Linked DNA regions of Mus musculus: all the other regions are linked to region 1. A link is a contact called in public ChIA-PET, HiChIP or PLAC-seq and promoter capture Hi-C data. All regions are on one chromosome and are shown on one strand. The core of a region is the stretch at or near the end of the contact, and the rest is flanking DNA. Distances in the headings are between cores, read along the strand shown. Region 1 holds the start of AI467606 (expressed sequence AI467606). Region 2 holds the start of Ypel3 (yippee like 3). Region 3 holds the start of Tlcd3b (TLC domain containing 3B). Region 4 holds the start of Zfp747 (zinc finger protein 747). Region 5 holds the start of Aldoa (aldolase A, fructose-bisphosphate). Region 6 holds the start of E430018J23Rik (RIKEN cDNA E430018J23 gene).

What was found. Promoter capture Hi-C pulls out the DNA fragments that hold promoters and counts their contacts. ChIA-PET counts read pairs in DNA pulled down with a chosen protein or histone mark. HiChIP or PLAC-seq counts read pairs in DNA pulled down with a chosen protein or histone mark.
Region 2: a contact with region 1 is called in an H3K4me3 HiChIP or PLAC-seq map of embryonic basal ganglia, with 4 times the contacts expected there. The contact joins the promoter of Ypel3 here to the promoter of AI467606 in region 1. A contact is called at or near these places in 27 of 39 promoter capture datasets (the 3T3-L1 cell line, 3T3-L1-derived adipocytes, the C10 cell line and 16 more), 1 of 15 datasets of contacts at CTCF or cohesin (embryonic stem cells), 13 of 484 Hi-C or Micro-C datasets (B cells, the CH12 cell line, the G1E-ER4 cell line and 4 more), 28 of 115 datasets of contacts at active chromatin or transcription factors (the 230-238 cell line, the HPC-7 cell line, the SCID.adh cell line and 19 more) and 5 of 9 other capture datasets (adipose tissue, embryonic stem cells, embryonic tail and 2 more).
Region 3: a contact with region 1 is called in a promoter capture Hi-C map of liver, with 12 times the contacts expected there. The contact joins the promoter of Tlcd3b here to the promoter of AI467606 in region 1. A contact is called at or near these places in 30 of 39 promoter capture datasets (the 3T3-L1 cell line, 3T3-L1-derived adipocytes, the C10 cell line and 18 more), 7 of 15 datasets of contacts at CTCF or cohesin (the G1E-ER4 cell line, the NIH/3T3 cell line, embryonic stem cells and 2 more), 193 of 484 Hi-C or Micro-C datasets (the 3T3-L1 cell line, 3T3-L1-derived adipocytes, the 63-12 cell line and 100 more), 52 of 115 datasets of contacts at active chromatin or transcription factors (the 230-238 cell line, the HPC-7 cell line, the NIH/3T3 cell line and 34 more) and 6 of 9 other capture datasets (adipose tissue, embryonic tail, embryonic trunk and 3 more).
Region 4: a contact with region 1 is called in an RNA polymerase II ChIA-PET map of memory CD8 T cells, with 177 read pairs. The contact joins the promoter of Zfp747 here to the promoter of AI467606 in region 1. A contact is called at or near these places in 2 of 115 datasets of contacts at active chromatin or transcription factors (bone marrow-derived macrophages and memory CD8 T cells).
Region 5: an H3K27ac HiChIP or PLAC-seq map of embryonic stem cells shows a contact between it and region 1, with 8 times the contacts expected there. The contact joins the promoter of Aldoa here to the promoter of AI467606 in region 1. A contact is called at or near these places in 17 of 39 promoter capture datasets (the C10 cell line, the HPC-7 cell line, the SN4741 cell line and 11 more), 1 of 15 datasets of contacts at CTCF or cohesin (embryonic stem cells), 8 of 484 Hi-C or Micro-C datasets (B cells, CD4 T cells, the MNK3 cell line and 5 more), 54 of 115 datasets of contacts at active chromatin or transcription factors (the 230-238 cell line, DN3 thymocytes, the HPC-7 cell line and 35 more) and 4 of 9 other capture datasets (adipose tissue, liver, macrophages and 1 more).
Region 6: a contact with region 1 is called in an RNA polymerase II ChIA-PET map of memory CD8 T cells, with 326 read pairs. The contact joins the promoter of E430018J23Rik here to the promoter of AI467606 in region 1. A contact is called at or near these places in 2 of 115 datasets of contacts at active chromatin or transcription factors (memory CD8 T cells and pancreatic cancer cells).

What each region holds. Positions count from the first base shown.
Region 1 is chr7:127,090,108-127,092,807 of GRCm38.p6, forward strand. AI467606 (expressed sequence AI467606) reads left to right here and starts at 1,329. Exons shown (of 2, transcript NM_178901.3): 1 at 1,329-1,365; 2 at 2,062-2,700. The coding sequence starts at 2,148.
Region 2 is chr7:126,775,672-126,778,371 of GRCm38.p6, forward strand. It overlaps Ypel3 (yippee like 3), which reads left to right and starts at 1,292. Exons shown (of 5, transcript NM_025347.3): 1 at 1,292-1,432; 2 at 2,100-2,282; 3 at 2,383-2,426; 4 at 2,635-2,700. The coding sequence starts at 2,166.
Region 3 is chr7:126,822,034-126,824,733 of GRCm38.p6, forward strand. Tlcd3b (TLC domain containing 3B) reads left to right here and starts at 1,270. Exons shown (of 5, transcript NM_029978.1): 1 at 1,270-2,179. The coding sequence starts at 2,055.
Region 4 is chr7:127,374,652-127,377,351 of GRCm38.p6, forward strand. It overlaps Zfp747 (zinc finger protein 747), which reads right to left and starts at 1,399. Exons shown (of 3, transcript NM_175560.3): 1 at 992-1,399; 2 at 738-851; 3 at 1-47. The coding sequence starts at 1,175.
Region 5 is chr7:126,797,993-126,800,692 of GRCm38.p6, forward strand. Aldoa (aldolase A, fructose-bisphosphate) reads right to left here and starts at 1,262. Exons shown (of 9, transcript NM_007438.4): 1 at 1,053-1,262.
Region 6 is chr7:127,392,241-127,394,940 of GRCm38.p6, forward strand. E430018J23Rik (RIKEN cDNA E430018J23 gene) reads right to left here and starts at 1,381. Exons shown (of 3, transcript NM_198011.2): 1 at 1,013-1,381; 2 at 761-874; 3 at 1-275. The coding sequence starts at 1,196. It also overlaps a transcript of Zfp764 not described here.

The sequences.
Region 1 (2,700 bases), core at 79-2,578:
AGCTTAGCACTGGGGAAGGAAAGAGGGGGACAGGAGGAGAGGGGGAGAGGGTATAGGGGGAGAAGGGAGGAGGGGGACCGGGGGACAGGGAGAATGGGGAAGGGGAGAGGGAGAGGGAGTTCAGCAGTTAATTCGATGCTCTTGCAGAGCACCTAGGTTCAATTCCTAGCACTTACAAAGTGGCTCACAACTGTCTGTCAATCACTTCCAAGAGATCTGACATCCCCTTCTGGCCTCCTTGAACACGAGGCATGCTTGCGACCAAAATGCATACAGGTGAGCTAAACACACAAACACATAAAATAAAATAATAGGGTGGAAATCAATTAAGTAGACTCTGGTCTACACACACACACACACACACACACACACACGCAGACACTGCATGCACACCATGTAAAGGTATGATGGCCTAAACAACACCGGTAACAATTACTCTCATAGTGCTTACACCGTTAGGTATCAGAAGTAGTGGAGAGATGAGCCTGGGCACAGTGGCCTGGGACTGAAACCAACACTCAAAAGGCTTACGGGAGTGTGTATGTGTGTGTGTGGGGGGGGGGGGGGGATTCGGGGCCAACCTGGGCTACATCTTAAGTCCCTGTCTCAAACAAAACAAAAGTATGACACAGCTGGATGAAAAGGGTGCAGGGAGTAGACGGAAGGACAGGGACCCTCCAAGAAGCAGGCAGCAAGATACATCGCAGCGCTGTGGGAGCCCCTGAGCCGGTCTTTATAATCTTCCTCTCCCCTGGGTGAGCGAGCTGAGGTCTGGGCCTTGCCTGTAGGGTGAGAAGGTGAAGGCGCTGGGGTCTGGGCCTTGCCTGTAGGGTGAGAAGGTGAAGGCGCTGGGGTCTGGGCTTTGCCTGTTGGGTGAGATGGTGATCGCGCCTAGGCCTTGCCTATGGGGTGAGAAGGTGAAGGCGCTGGGGTCTGGGTCTTGCCTTTGGGGTGAGAAGGTGAAAGCGCTGGGGTCTGGGCCTTGCCTTTGGGGTGAGATGGTGAACGCGCTGGGGTCTGGGTCTTGCCTTTGGGGTGACAAGGTAAAGGCGCTGGGGTCTGGACCTTGCCTGTGGGGTGGGACTGACTGGAGCAAAGCAGCTGCTCATTCTGGCTCCACCTTACACAGGAAGTGGTTCTTCACCACACTGACCACATCCCCAGGTTGCCTTGGAAACACTCTGTGGGGGCAGGAAAAGTTGGGGCACAGTCGCCCAGCAACAGGTGGTAGCCTCCCTTCCGCCTTCTTCTGAGGCCAGCCCTCCAGGGCCTTTCAGATCGCTGCGCGCACACACACCCTCCCGGCATGCACTGGGAAGAAGGGCTCTGAAAACGGCGAAATCCAAGATTGAAGCAAGGTGACAGGTGAGGTGAGGGGTGCGGAAGCAACTGCAAATGGGGGACTGGTGGCAGAGATGTGGACAAATACCAACAAGGGAAGCAGACAGGCCAGTGATTGGGCAGAGCTGGGGAAGCTGGATAGGTGCCGGGCCACAGACCTGGTACAGCCAGATAGCACAACAGGGCCACCTCCAAGGAGAGCGGTTAGGTGGCTCAAAGAGTAGGTGCATATGGAAGGGAGGGGCCAGCAAGGGGTTTCTCTCTCATTCCAAGTCTCCTCACTTGAGACTGAGGCAAGACCTGAGAGCCCAGACCTTTGATCTGTCATCAGAGGTGGGGGGTGGGGCTGGAGGGGAAGTAAGGCCTGCGACTGTGCAGGGGAGCCTCAGCCAGCTCTGGCTTGTTCTCCGGCCTCTCCTGGTTTGCTCTTGACCTCTCTGGGACCCTTTGCTCCTCTCTAGTTTTGCCACCCATGCTCAATAAGCCAATTAGAAGAGCCGAATTAACAGTGGGTAGGGGTGGGGGTGGGAGCAGGAACGCAAGATGAGGGACAAAGAGATCCAGCACTCCCGACTCCCAATCTGTCTCTGAGGTTCTGAAGTAAAGTTACAGTTTAAAAAAAAGGCCAATGATGTGCAGTCCCAGTGACATGCAGTCTAAGCACTGTCTCATCCTGTGCCACGGTCAAGTTGTTAGAACCGTTGTTGAATCTCTTTCCAGGAAACGGGATATCCTCTGGTTGCTGTCCTTTCCTTCTCCCAGTGGAGACGTTCCTGACTGTTCTGAGTCCACACTGAGTCTCCCAGATGCCAGTGACGCCTCAGCAGCCCTCTGGGCACACGGAGGGGCTCCCTGAGCCTACAGCGGAGGCAGCAGTGTGGGTAGTAATCCCCTGTGGACCTTGTATTCCCATCATGCTGGGCCTGGCCTCTCTCACAGCCTTCTTCATCATAACTACTGCTGTACTGGCCGAACGCCTGTTCCGCCGCCCGCAACCAGACCCCAGCCAGCGTGCCCCCACCCTAGTCTGGCGCCCTGGAGGAGAACTGTGGATTGAGCCCACGAGCAGCGCCCGGGAGCGCTCTGAGGATTGGTACGGCTCCTCCATGCCTCTGCTGATGGACAGGGCTCCAGGTCCCCCAACACCCGGTGGCACCTTAGAGGGCAGAGCAACTGCTCCACCAGCCACTTCAGCCCCATACTCTTCCCTCAGTTCTCTAGTTCCTCAGACCCCACCAGAAGTCCCAGCCCAGAGCACCTTCTGGAGGCCTCAGACCCAAGAGGAGAGGCCCCATGACACAAGCCTGGTGAGCTGGGTTGGGTCTGAGCCCATGCCAGAGGCTGGCTTGCAGGTTGGGA
Region 2 (2,700 bases), core at 42-2,541, 310 kb before region 1:
GGGTCGATTCGGGAGGCTAAAAAGATGGCATTAGCGGCTGGGGATGGAAGTTGGTGGTAGAAGGCTTGCATACCATGAATGCAGCTCAGAGTTTACTGCAAGCAAGTGCACATAGCATCTTAGGAGAGATCAAGAAAGCCTGTGGTGAGCTAGGCCTAGGCTTTAACCTCAGTACTTGGAAGGCAGAGGCAGGTGGATTTCTGTGAGTTATAATGCCAGGGCTACAAAGTGAGACTCTGCCCACTGACACCCCTGCAAATAAAAGCCTGGGGGTGTCAGTAGGCTGGCCCACTTGTTCCACTACATTCCAGACCCAGCAGAGTGGCACCACACCCTGTGCCAGCTTGGCCTCCACTCTAAAGCATGCTAGCCCAAGCGTCCTGGACCTAGACTCTAGAGATTCAGAGATGAGTGGTTGTCCTGAAACCATTAAGAGACCCAGGCATATGCAAGGGACGGAATTTCCTCATGTTACTGATGTTGGGCACCTTATGTGCTGAGCTGTACTGCAGCAGGCAGGCATGGATTAGCTCGCAGGCTCTCCCACAGTACCTGCTGTCCACTTTCTGATCTCCAACATTGGAGTTCATTTAATAAATATTCCCAGTGCAGCACTTTTCAAGCCTGCCTGGTTCCTGGGACTCTGCAGTGAACACAAGTCTAAGTATACCAGACACACGATTAAACAGACATTTTCACTGGGGTCAGACCTACAGAAACCTCGAGGTCAGGCATACCAGAGAATGCCTGGAGCAGATGATGCTCAGCAGTAGAGATTTTTAAAGCGTTGGTTCCTGGGAGTCTAATAGAAGGACACCTTTAGTTCCCTTCTAACAATCTGTTCCACGTGCTTGGGAAAAGTGTGAATTCCAACTTTGACTCTTACCATCTGGATAATCTCTGGAGAGGATCTCTTCTCCAAGCCTCAGGAAACTGGTCAAATGGAGACAGTGGTCTGTGGATAAACGAAGACAATTACGACTATTTCCCAGGGGTTTGCATACAGATAACACGCTCTTATTAGCCCCATGCCGGGTTAGGATCCTTGTCTCTGAGCACCCGAGATAGCAGAGCAGCAGAGGTGCAATCACGCCCGGGTTAGCCTCTGGGTTAGGCTGCAAGTCGTAGCCGCATTTCCGGGCGAGACGGCTAGCGGGAGCCCGGAGCAGGGGGAAGGGCAGCCCAGCCTGCGCTGGCCGCCGTATGACGCGCCCCCTCATTTGCATGAGGCGCTCCGATTGGCCACGAAGGCCGCCGGGACAGGAGGCCGGCCCCCTCCCCCTCCCGCCGCAGCCGCGGCAGCAGCTGGTCTCGGTGTAAACAAGTCGAGGCGGCTGTGAACCGGGCCGGGGGGGACGGCGCCCATCAGGAGCGCCCCCCACTCCCAGGCCAGGCCACCCCGCGGACCGGGCCCTCCACGCGCCCAGGCGAGGTGAGGCCTGGACCGACGTCTCTGCGCGTTGCCCCGCGCCCCCGCCCCGCAAGCGAGGACTGCCCCTTCCCCCGCGCACGCCCCCATCCCCTCGCCCCAGGTGAGCCCCGGGGTCTCAGGTAAGGCTTGGCGATGCAGGTAAGATTCCCCTCGGCGGAGATGAGGCTCAGCGCCTGCAGGTAAAAACCCCTCCTCTCTCTAGGGGACCCTCTTCCTTTGGGGAGGCCTGCCTCCTCCAGGTGAGAGACCCTTTCCCCAAGCGAACTCCATATACCCCACATTTGCCCTATCACTAGTCCAACTAGGGTCCCAAGGACCAGTCAGTTTCTGCCCCCCCCCCCCATTCCTCAAAACTGAAAACTGGCAGCCCATCCACTCTGAAGCCCCTTCTTCACGTTTCAGATGCCAGTTCAGATGCCAGCTCAGCAGGGGTGAGGCCAGAAGCTGGTGGGTGACTCACCTAGAGCTCCTCCTAGCCTCAGTTTACCCGCTGATGCAACCTGAGGCCTCCTCAGTGAGTCAAAACTGAGATGACTCTGGTCCCTGGTGAGACTGCTGGCTCTAGGGAAAGGAGAGAGCAGCCAAGTGTGACAGAGTCCCCATAGTTCTGGGCTTGTCTACATGTGTGTGGCCTTAGTCCTGATCGTCCACCTCTCCTTCCTGGCAGGCACTGGGCTCCCTCTGCTCCCCGTGGGCCGCTCCCCGCGTGGGGCCACTGCCCTTGGCCCCCGCCATGGTGCGGATTTCAAAGCCCAAGACGTTTCAGGCCTACTTGGATGACTGTCACCGGAGGTATAGCTGTGCCCACTGCCGTGCTCACCTGGCCAACCACGACGACCTCATCTCCAAGGTAAGCAGGTCACATTTTAGTCTAGAATGGCAATGGGCTGCCTGGCAACTCCCCACCAATAGCCCTAACCCCCTCCTCTCGTCTCCCCACTACCCTCCAGTCCTTCCAGGGCAGTCAGGGACGTGCCTACCTCTTCAACTCTGTGTGAGTATTCATCTCCTTCCTTTCTTTTCCTGACCTCTGTTGTGACCTGTGACTCCCTGGTATGCTGATATTCCCAGAGTCCCTTGTTTCTGACAGGAAGCCATGATCAGGCTCCTCTTAGAGGCTAAGACCAGACACTTAACATACTAGCTAGAGGGTGGCTCTGGGCTGCTGAGACCCTCCCTGGGACTACCCTTTGTCCCCACAGAGTGAATGTGGGCTGCGGGCCAGCAGAAGAGCGGGTGCTGCTGACAGGTCTTCATGCTGTCGCTGA
Region 3 (2,700 bases), core at 20-2,519, 270 kb before region 1:
CGAATTGGCCCCTTCCTCTAGGGCGCAGAGGGAGTAGGCTGTGGGCTGGAAAGGTCAGTTGTCAGTAGATAAGTAGGCTCATCTCAGGGTCAGTGAGAAACTCAAGCTACAGTGAGGTGTCAGTCCCCATGATATACAAGTCTGAAGGACAGATGGGTTTGGGAAAGGCCAGGCTCTAAGAGGCCATGTGAGAGTGAGCATTAGTAGTTGTGTGCTAGGCCTAAATTACCCTGGCCAAAGCACGGGGCTGCTCTTCCCCTTGGATTAAAGGAGGAAGTTGAGTCAGCCAGCCACCAGGCTCTTCTGTGTAAGCAGGACTGTTCTGAGGAGTGGCCGAGGACAGGGAACCAAGGCAACAAGGAAAAGGGGACTCCAGGAGGCCATTGGCCTGAGGGAGGGGCCCCGGCTTCCATAACTCCACTGGGTTTTCCAGGCAGCAAGCACCCTCTGCTCTTCAAGCCCACCTTCTAACCCTCTCTCCCAGGCGAGCACTTCCTCTGTCGCCCAAGCTGGCTACCAGGAGTGATCCTCCTGCTCCTGGAGTGCCACCAGGTCTACATGACTGCTTCCTGTCTCCCAGTGCCCTGGTGCTAGCCATCAAAGCCATGCTGGAGGGCTCTGACAGCCAGCCATCTCTTCCCACTTAGCTCTGTTCCTGTCACATCTTAACTTTCTGATCTTGGGGAACCTTGGCTCCCACCTCAGGGCTATCCCCTGACCTCTGAAGAGCATAGGAGCATAGATTTCCCCCTGGGCTGTCACAATAGTGAGCCACACTCCTGAGGGAGTGACTCGTTGTGGTGCGAGTCGGAGTGCAAGCGAGGTGACTGATGTAGTTTCCACTCCCTCTGACTGGAGAGGCGGACGGGCGGGGTGGAGGGGGCTGTGGGTCTGAAGGACACCGTGAAATGGCTTGTTCCTATCTGTGCCTTCAGGGAACACACCATCTACTCAGGCTGCTTTCTTCAGGAAATCTTCTTGGCTGGAGTGAGCACCCCTAAGCTGAGATCCCTGCAGGCCACTGAGGGACACCCATTTATGTTTATAAGCACCAGCAGAAGGAAATGCCAGACATTTTTAAAGTGCTGACAGGAAAGGCGGCTCAGTACTCCTGCTAGGTGGAGGTGTCCGGGGGGGGGGGGGGGTTTAAGAGAAGAGCCATCCTTTCCCTAAGCCCTTGTCCCCAGCAGCCCCCTGCACTGCAGCTCCTGTCTCTTTAAGGGCCTCCCCCTCCCTCTTTCCTTGTCCCCCCCCATCTCTGTCGCAGCCGCTGCTGTGGCTCAGAGCTGCATGGGAGACAACGCTGCTGCAGGTCCGGTTTCTTGGTGTCTGGTCGGTGCCATCATTTCCCTCCCCCTCTCCCACCCTCCCCAAGCTGGTGGCTTCCCCTCCCCCTCCCCCTCCTCACAGAGGGGGCAGGGGGCTGGGCACCAACTCTATAATGCCATGTGCGGTGTCTGCACAGGGCAGCGGGGCTCTAGCGGCAGCAGCAGGAGGAGGTGGTAGCCTGTGGTGGCGGGAGAGCGGTGTTGACTGGTGACCGCTTGCCCAGCTGCGCCTCCGCTCCGCTCCGCTCCGTCCTTTCCTCCCTCCCTTTTTTCAGGGCTGGCACCACCGTCCCCCACCCCGCCTCCTTGGGCCCTCCCAGCCTCTCCACGTAAGCCCCCCCCCCACCTGCCGCGGTTCTCCCTCCCCTCCCCCACTGCATCTTCCTCCTCCTGTCCCCTCTCCCTCTTGGTCCTCTCATCAAGTCCTCCCTTGGTAGTCTCTCCCCATCCTCTCACCAGCGCTCTGTCGTCCCCCCCCCCCCCCCGCCACCTAGCTAGCCCTTTCTTTCTGTGTCCCCAATCTCATTGAAGTCCCTTTCTCCCTTGCCCTGAACTGGTCCTCTTGTCCCATCCTGTCCCCGCCCTGGCCCCTTTGTGCCTCCCCCTCCCTCTTTCTCTCTCCCTTTCTGGCTTGGCAATCCCTTCTTCACCTCCAACTCCCTCCCTCAATTTGGCCTTCCTGTCCCTTCTGGACCCTCTGGTCTCCCTGCCCGGGTTCAAGTCACCATGCTTACCCCAATGGTGGCTGGGGGGGTGGTGTTCCCCGGACTCTTCCTCCTATCCAAGAACACGCTCCAGAGGCTGCCCCAGCTGCGCTGGGAGGAGGCCGACGCAGTCATTGTCTCCGCCAGGTAAATGGCATGCCTTCCCCGAGAGTTCAGCCCCTCTCTCTCCAACAGGCTTCATGGGGAAGGGACCCCAGCACGCCCCTGGGCTCAGTAGTGGTGGGTAGGTTACATCCAAGCTTCCTTCCCTCCTTGGACCTCATTGAAACCCAGCCATCTGGACTACTATTGAGCTTGAGCTTGCTTCCCTTAGCACCTTCCTATCCTCCCTCTAAAGCAGGGCAGCATGTGACTAAACAGTCCCACAAGACACCCAGGAGCAAGCCAAGGGGCAAGACTGTGTTTTTCAGGGCTAGTGTTTGGGGGTCAAGGTGTAGAAAAGTAGACAGTGAAACTTGTATATCTCTAGAATAGGGCCGCCAGGAAGAGGGCCATGGTAAGAATCAGGAAAATAGTGGGAAAGTGTGTGTGTGGGGGGGGGGGGGGCTGGGGTCACTGGGGCCAGTGACTCTAAGTATGAGCCTCATGGTGTCTGGGTGCAGGGACAACTGGGACTCCCTTAGCCCTCATGGGTCCCTTCCCTCCCT
Region 4 (2,700 bases), core at 149-2,648, 280 kb after region 1:
TTCAGTCTCTTCTCTTGGTCTCTTCCTTTCCTTCTCGTGCCTGCAATCTGCTGGGAGACCATGAAAAAAGCTCAGACTCTGACTTCTACTGCCCCTTAATTTCCACAGCCCCACAAGGGGACAGACTGGACACAGGAGTGGAGATGTCACAGCATCTGAGCATGTGCAGTGTGCAGATGTCCAAATGCAGCATAAAGAAAGGGGTCTGGGCCTCGGCTTGGTGGCGCACACCTTTAATCCCAGCACTTGGGAGGCAGAGGCAGGCAGATTTCTGAGTTCGAGGCCAGCCTGGTCTACAGAGTGAGTTCCAGGACAGCCAGGGCTACACAGAGAAACCCTCTAAAAAAATAAAAAATAAAAAATAAAGGAAAAGAATTGAAAAGAAAAGAAAGGTGTCTGTGTGGTCCCAATTCCCAAGTGCAGTAAGCTAAGCACTTCTCAGAGGTGGAAAGCAAGAGCTAAAGGAGACTCCAGAAGGCAGCCACAGTGATGGCAGCAGAGGAGTGGGAACGAGGGGCTACAACCCGTACAGCCTAGTGGCCCTGTATATACGAGGTGAGAGCACTGGACAGAACAATCACAGCCCCTTTCTAGATGAATCCAGGGGCCAGCCATCATGGCTTTGGCCAAGAAACAAAAACAGGGAAGAAACTGCCAGGCAGTAAGTGCAGTCACTAGAAGACACCACACAGGCTGGCAACACAGAAGTTTCCCCAGGCAAGTACCCAGTCCTTCACCTGAGTGGACTTCTGTCCTGCACATGGCCACCTCTGGATCCTGGGCACCGGGTCCCCACACTTCGGACTCTTCCTCCACCCAGCTGATGAGCGCTGGTTTGGCGCATCCGACGTCTGTAGGGAAAGATAGCAAACCCACTAGTCAGGAGGACGACCCAGTTGGTTCCGACCGCCCGTGCCCAGGTCTCTCTGCTGCCACGCAGGACCCACGGTGTCACAGGCATCGCGACCACGGCGGCCAGGAAGGTTCTCACCGAGATAGGTCAGGAGACCGTAGGTCTCGCGCATCACCTCTCGGTACAGGGCTCTCTGCGCCGGCCGCAGATACCTCCACTCCTCCGGGGAGAAGTACACGGCCACGTCCGCGAAGCTCACAGTCCCAGGTTTACAGAACACAGGCGGTACCGAGGCCCTTCCCGGGGCCATCACCTGCGCCATGTAGACTCCCCGCACAGTCCCTGGGTCAGCCCCGCACTCCTGGGATTGCCTGCCCAGTCCAACGTGTCCGTTTTCGGGTACCAGGGCTGAAAAAGGACAGGAACCAGGTCCGTGTGCACCTTAACGTAGGGAAAAAGTGAAAACTGATAGGAGCACAGCGGAGATTTCCGGAAGACCGAGTAAAAATGTGGACTTGGGCGCGGCGTCTCAAAACTACGCTCCCTAGCGGTCCTGCCCAGGGTTGTATCACGTGACTTCCTGCACCAATGACATCAAGCCCTCAACCAAAATGGCCACAGAGTCTACAAGTGCCAGTCTGAGAACAAGTCCCAGGCTGGCAGGCCAACATGACACACCCTGCCTGTGAGCACCACAAACAGGGAGGGTTTTATGGTCTCAGGAGAACCACACCCCTCTCACAGTCAGCTAGGTGGAAGCGGCCTGTGAATAGATGTTTAGTATTTTATTTGTGGTCAGTGTTCATCTTGGAGCTAGAAGCAAGCCTGTGGAGGGAGGGCTGTTAATAAGCTTTTTTTTTTTTTTTTTAAATTAATTTCAACGAGTACTGTAGCTGTCTTCAGACACACCAGGAGATGGTTGTGAGGCATCAAGTGGTTGCTGGGATTTGAACTCAGAACCTTTAGGATGAGCAGTCTGTGCTCTTAGCTGCTGAGCCATCTCTCCAGCCCTGTTAATGAGCTATCAAATGAAGCAGGCCTCCAATTGGGGTGGTTCCACCAGCTTGGTCTACAAATCTCAAACTAGTTGAGGAATACTGACTGCTCCTGATACAGATCAGAGATCACAGAGCTGATCTTTGATCAGCCAGGACACCTGGGACATTCCAGACCATCTAATCTTCTAAAAGGTTAGATGTACACCTGCCCAACTGGATTTCTCTGCCTCACTCATAGGAGGGAGTTAAGATATCTGGGCCATTTGTGAGAGTCCCGGGAGGAATGAGGTCCAACTCACAGTAAGGATTTAAGTCTGACTCATTGTTATTTTAATATAAAAATACCTACTTACAAAAGGGATATTATCCTATTTGTCATCATTCAGAGCTGTTTGTACTTTATAAAAAAAGACAAAGAAACCAGGGATATGTTGGTGGAGGCACAGTGTGGGGTAGGTGAATGGGGTACCTCTGTGAGCTCATGCTCAGGCATCCATTCCTCCAGAGGGACCAGCTCACAATGGTACAGTATAGAATAGAGTTCATTTAAGGCATGGGGAGGAGAGTTGACTGCTTAATAGAGACAGAGGCAGGGAGACAGAGAGAGAGGGAGAGAAGGGGGAAGGATAGAGGGATTGAGAGAGAAAGAGAGAGAGACAGAGAAAGAGAGGGAGTAGAACACATATAGAGGGGGGAGGGGAATGGGGAGAGAAGGGACAGAGCAGAAGAGGGTTAGAGAGCAAGAGAGCAAAAGGAGGGAGCAAGCAGACCCTTTTATAATGAGTCATGGCTGTTGGCAGGAAACGAGGGCAGAGCCTAGAAGAAATGTTAACATTCCCCCATTTTGGT
Region 5 (2,700 bases), core at 12-2,511, 290 kb before region 1:
TGCTGGGTGTTGCCCAGCTCAGAGTGGGGTTGCTCACTGGCAACTGGGGGAAAGGAAAAAGCCAGAGCCAGGGACAGGCGGGTCATGTTGAAGCTGGACCCATCTGGCCTGCGCGTTGCCATGGGTCACCTTGCCTAGAAACAAAATTGAACCGGGAATATTTTAGAATTTAAGGATCACGAATAGGGCAGAGAGCCTAATACCCTCATCTGAAAGAGCCCAAGAAAGAAATGATCTGTGCTCAAAGCCACATAGCAACCCAAAGGCGAGAGTTAAGAGAGAACCAAGATTTCCCGACTGAGGTGGGGGGGCCCCTTCTAATCCACCCAGGGCCGGCCCAGGCTTCAAGGACACCCCAAGGTCAGGCTTCTCTCTTCGTGATGGTTGCGGGGGAGGAGCTCGAGGAAAAGGATTAATTATTAGGAAAAACACAGGGCCATCAGAAGCACAGAAAAGGGGCTATGGAGCCCAGGTAGAACGAAACCTTTGCCTCCATACTGTTAGAAGGGGAGGGAAAGGATGTACGAGGCACGTGCACTTCTACGCTACAGCGGTTCCAGACTCAGAATCAAGGTCACAGATAAGGAAAGATAGTAAAGTGTTAATGGGCAACAGAGTACTGCAGCTGAGGAGTTTAGCCTTCTCTCCTGGGGCTCCCCCGAAAGGAAACCAATTTCCTCCACCCCATCGCGTAAATCCTGAGACGGTGTAAGAGCCGATCGCCCCCGTCTCCCCATCGCTTCTTGAGATCTCTTGAATAGGAAATGGGACCCTGATGCTTTGCATAGCGGAGAGTTTTTGCAAAAATAAAGAGGGGTCTGTTTTTCCACCTCATCTTGCTTCCTCCCCCGGCATGACTCAGCGCGCTGAGTTGCTGCGTGGCGCAGCGAACCGCCAGGGCGCAGGCCGGAGAACCCGGGCTGGGGGCAAGCGTGGGGGTAGAAAAAGGAGAAGTGAGGGGCCGTGGGGAAGACGGCTCTGCACTGCCCGCCACCGGCCCAAGATCCTAACCCCATAGACCCTTCCCCGAGCACGTGTCAAATGGCGCTCACCTGGCACAGGACGGGGTGGGTCTGCCTGGTACGCCGGTGGGTAGGCGAAAGGACTAAGGAGCGAACGCGGCTAGGGTCACCAGAACCTCGTTCTGCTGCGCGTTCCAAGAGAACGCAGCCTATTCAGCTGGGTTGGGGGGGACGGGAGGCGGGGCCCCGGACATTTAAAGGCGCCGCTCCGCCCTCTGCAGGTTTTTTCCCTTGCAGGGACGGGAACCGTCCAATTGAAGGTGGGCACTGTGCGCAGCACCGCCCCAAGATGCTCCGATAGGAGGCGGCACTGGGGAGGAGACAAGCGGCTAGAACACGATCCCTCCTCCGCCCCGCTAGGACGTGACTCGAGCCACATCCCGCAGGTCACCAGGCCCCCCCCCCCAACACCCCCCCCCCCAACCCCTGCCTGGCGCGCGCGCGAACATCGTGACTCAGCCGGAATGTGGGTTGGCGAAGAGTAGGGAGGGGGTCAGAGTGAGATGGTGGCTGGCCTCTCCTCCAAGACCCCTGGCTTCCGGCTGTGTAGTTGCAGCCTGACGTCACTGCTAAGAACGCAGAGCTTCGGAGCCTCCCTGCCTGCCTGCTTCGTCGCTTGACTAAAATGCAGGGCGCGTTCCATCTCTCCCTGGCCAGAGCACGGCGCAGCTGACATGGTACGCAGGCAAAACCTCCCAGAACTAGTGTGCCGGCCACATCGGAACTGAGTGGCGTATCCAGGCCTGGCGTTGCCTAGCAGATTGGCGGGAGGCACCACCCGCGAGCTAAACACACCCAGTTTGAGGAAATGACCGACAAGGACTGGCCCAAGCCAGACAGGTCTTTCCCGAACCTGATTTCCTTCTCCAAAATAAAAAAATCCGTCTCGGAGCTCTCTTGTCACCCTGTAACTCTCAGAGCACTCAGTTTCCTCAGGTCCCAATCCGCAACCCCCATTCCCATCCTGCAATCCGGATAGCGGCCCACCTGTGGCGCAGTGACAGAAGCCGCAGAGCCCGGTCAGCAGAGAGTGAGCCCGGCAGTCCAGGGCTGGGTTTTAAGGCAGCTCCTACTCCCCACCCCTCCCCTACACACCCCCGCACCAGTGTCCCAGACCTTCTCGGTAACCCCTGCCCTTTCCCCACCACGAATCCCGCGGCCGGGACCTATATTTAGGGAAACCTGAGGCTCCTGACATTCATCCCTGCGTGGGGGGTGAAGAAGAGGCAGCTTTGGTTTGCCTTGAGAGGAGGAGGTGCCACTGCTCACTCACCGGTCTTTAGAGGAACCTCTTCCTTGGAAATACAGTGAAATTAGTCAAGAAATCAGTCTCAGGTCCAGGATCTGTAAGGCAGAACAAGAAGGGAAAACATCTAGATATTGCCTCCCACTGCCTCCTCTGGTTCCCTCCTCCCTTGACTCTGGTGCCTGCTGGTGGTTGTACTTTTTTTTTTTTTCCAAAGGAGAGCAGATGCAGGCAGGATACTCACCTCTTAAAATAACCAGGAGTCTAAAGGCAGGGTGTGGCTGGCCATCCCTTTATCCTGATAGTCCAGGTTGGCAGAAACCTCCCACACTGTTGCCTGGGTGAGCAATGTCCTGCATCCTCACCCTCACATACAATAGTTTATCAGGGAAGGGAGAGGAAGAAAGGCAGGGGCACTGGCCAGAGCATCAG
Region 6 (2,700 bases), core at 131-2,630, 300 kb after region 1:
TGTGTGAGTGTACAGGTGCTCCACCAGTTTGGACTGGTGGGCAAAACTCTTCCCACACACATGGCACCCATGACGCTGGTCTGCTTTTAGGATAGGGTTGTGCACCGCAACAGTGGGGTGCCCCTGCTGAGAGTTCTTGAAAAGCAGCTCCAAGTTGCAAGAAGGGGAAGCAAAGGAGGGGCGTGGCTCCATAGGCCCAGCTTCTGGAGAAAGTATCTTCTTGGTTGCCTTGGTCTCTTCCCTTGGTCTCTTCCCTTCCTTCTCGTGCCTGCAATCTGCTGGGAGACCATGACAAAGCTCAGACTCTGACTCTACTGCCCCTCGATTCCCACAGCCCCACATGGAAACAGGGCACAGGAGGGGAGAGGCCACAGCATCTGAGCATGCGTGGTGCACAGATGTCCAGATGCAGCATAAAGAAAGGTGTCTGTGTGGTCCCCATTCCCAAGTGCAGTGAGCTAAGCACTTGTCAGAGGTGGACAGCAAGAACTGAAGGAGACTCCAGAACGCAGTCACAGAGATGGCAGCAGAGGAGTGGGAACGAGGGGCTACAACCTATACAGCCTAGTGACCCTGTAGATATGAGGTGAGAGCACTGGACAGAACCCTTTTCAGATGAATCCAGGGGCCAGCCATCATGGCTTTGGCCAAGAAACAGAAAAACAGGGAAGAAACTGCCAGGCAGTAAGTGCAGTCACTAGAAGACACCACACAGGCTGGCAACACAGAAGTTTCCCCAGGCAAGTACCCAGTCCTTCACCTGAGTGGACTTCTGTCCTGCACATGGCCACCTCTGGCTCCTGGGCACCGGGTCCCCACACTTCGGACTCTTCCTCCACCCAGCAGATGAGCGCTGGTTTGTCGCCCCCGACTTCTGGAGGGAAAGATAGCAAACCCCACGAGTCAGGTCGACCCACTTGTTACGACCACCCGTACCCAGGGAACTCCGATCCACCGCATGACCCACAGTGTCAAGGGCTACGCGAACCCAGGCGGCCAGGAAGGTTCTCACCCAGAGAGGCCAGGAGACCATAGGTCTCGCGCATCACCTCTCGGTACAGGGTTCTCTGCGCCGGCCGCAGACACCTCCACTCCTCCGGGGAGAAGTACACGGCCACGTCCGCGAAGCTCACAGTCCCAGGCTTAAGGAATGCAGGCCAAGCGGAGGCCCTTTCCGGGGCCATCCGCGGCGCCATGGGGACTCCCCGCACTGTTCCGTGATCTGCCTGGCGTCCCCTGGATCGCCTGCCAGATCCTAGGTTGCCGCGGTGGGGTACCAGGGCTGAGAAAGGACATATATCAGGTCCGTGAGCACCCTAATGTAGGTGAAAATTGAAGATTCCTAGAAGCAGGTACAGATGCAAGACGTGGTGATGAACTCATAGAAATGGTAGCAGTATTTGTGCATAAACGTGTGGGGGCGGGGCGGGGCGGGGCGGGGCGGGGAGTAACAAGAACCTTGATCCCTGGGGTCCCGCCCAAGGTTACGTCACCGGATTTCCTGGGTCATTGTTTTCTAGCCCTCATCCAAAATGGCCAAAGTGTCTACAAGTGCCAATCTAAGACCAAGACTGAAGTGGACGTGCCTATGTGGGCGGGGACTCCAGGACCGCGAGTATCGTGCAGTTGAGGAATGGTACAGATTCTGTGTGTTCACACCACTCTCAAGTTAAGCTAGGTGGAAGCAGTCTGTGAATTTTGGGTTGGGGTAGAATCTGAGAAAACTCATTTCAGAGATAGAAGTTTAAAAATGAAAGCTTTATTTCTGTGCACGCGTATGTAGTGGCCAATTTGGGAGCTGAACAGCATCCCGGAACAGAGCTTATATAACGTTTTCATAGGATGAAAACACAAAGCAAGGGGGACTTGGGTGCACTGTTGCGTTAGTCAGTCTTTCACACAATGGGTTAAGCAAGGAAGTTAACTTTGGTGACTGGACCTCATCAGCGTCACTTTGTTTCAGGTTCCTTGATTTAGCTTTTGCAGCCAGGTCGCATCCTGGACTGGTCTGGAATTTAGAATGATAAGGGAACAATGGAGTGGGCAATCTGCACATTTATGACTTGTGTGCCTTAGTTTAGACAGCAAATAACAGCAACATCCCTCTTTACAGCCTTTACTGGATAACAAACATGAAACACCTAAAGTCACAGGATAGTTGTTAGTTCCAGCCTGGGATCCTGAACCCTGTCAGCAAGATGGAGGTCCAGCAATGGCTGGACTCAGGAATTAACAGGTGTTTGGTGTTTTTCTTCTGGTCAGTGTATTGTGGAGCCCCAGAAAGCCTGTGGCAGGAAGAATATTAATAAGCTAGAAAGTATAGCAGTCTCAGAGGTTGTTTCCACCAGCTTGGTCTACACATCTCAAAGTAGTTGAGAAATACTGTCCTTGACACATGTCTGAGATCATAGAGCTGGTCTTTGATCAGCCAGGACACTCGGAACATTCACGACCTAATCTTCTAAAACTCTACATCTGCCCATCTGGATTTTTTTTCCCCTTCACTTCCAGGAAGGAATTAAAGTTTCTGGGAAGATTGTGAGATTCCCATGAAATATCCAAGAGAGGAATGAGGCCCTACTCACGGTCATATACATCCAGGTTTTCAGTCTGGTTCATTGCTATTTTAATATAAAATACCTACCTATGAAAGGAATCTTGGCTGGGCAGTGGTGGCACACGCCTTTAATCCCAGCACTT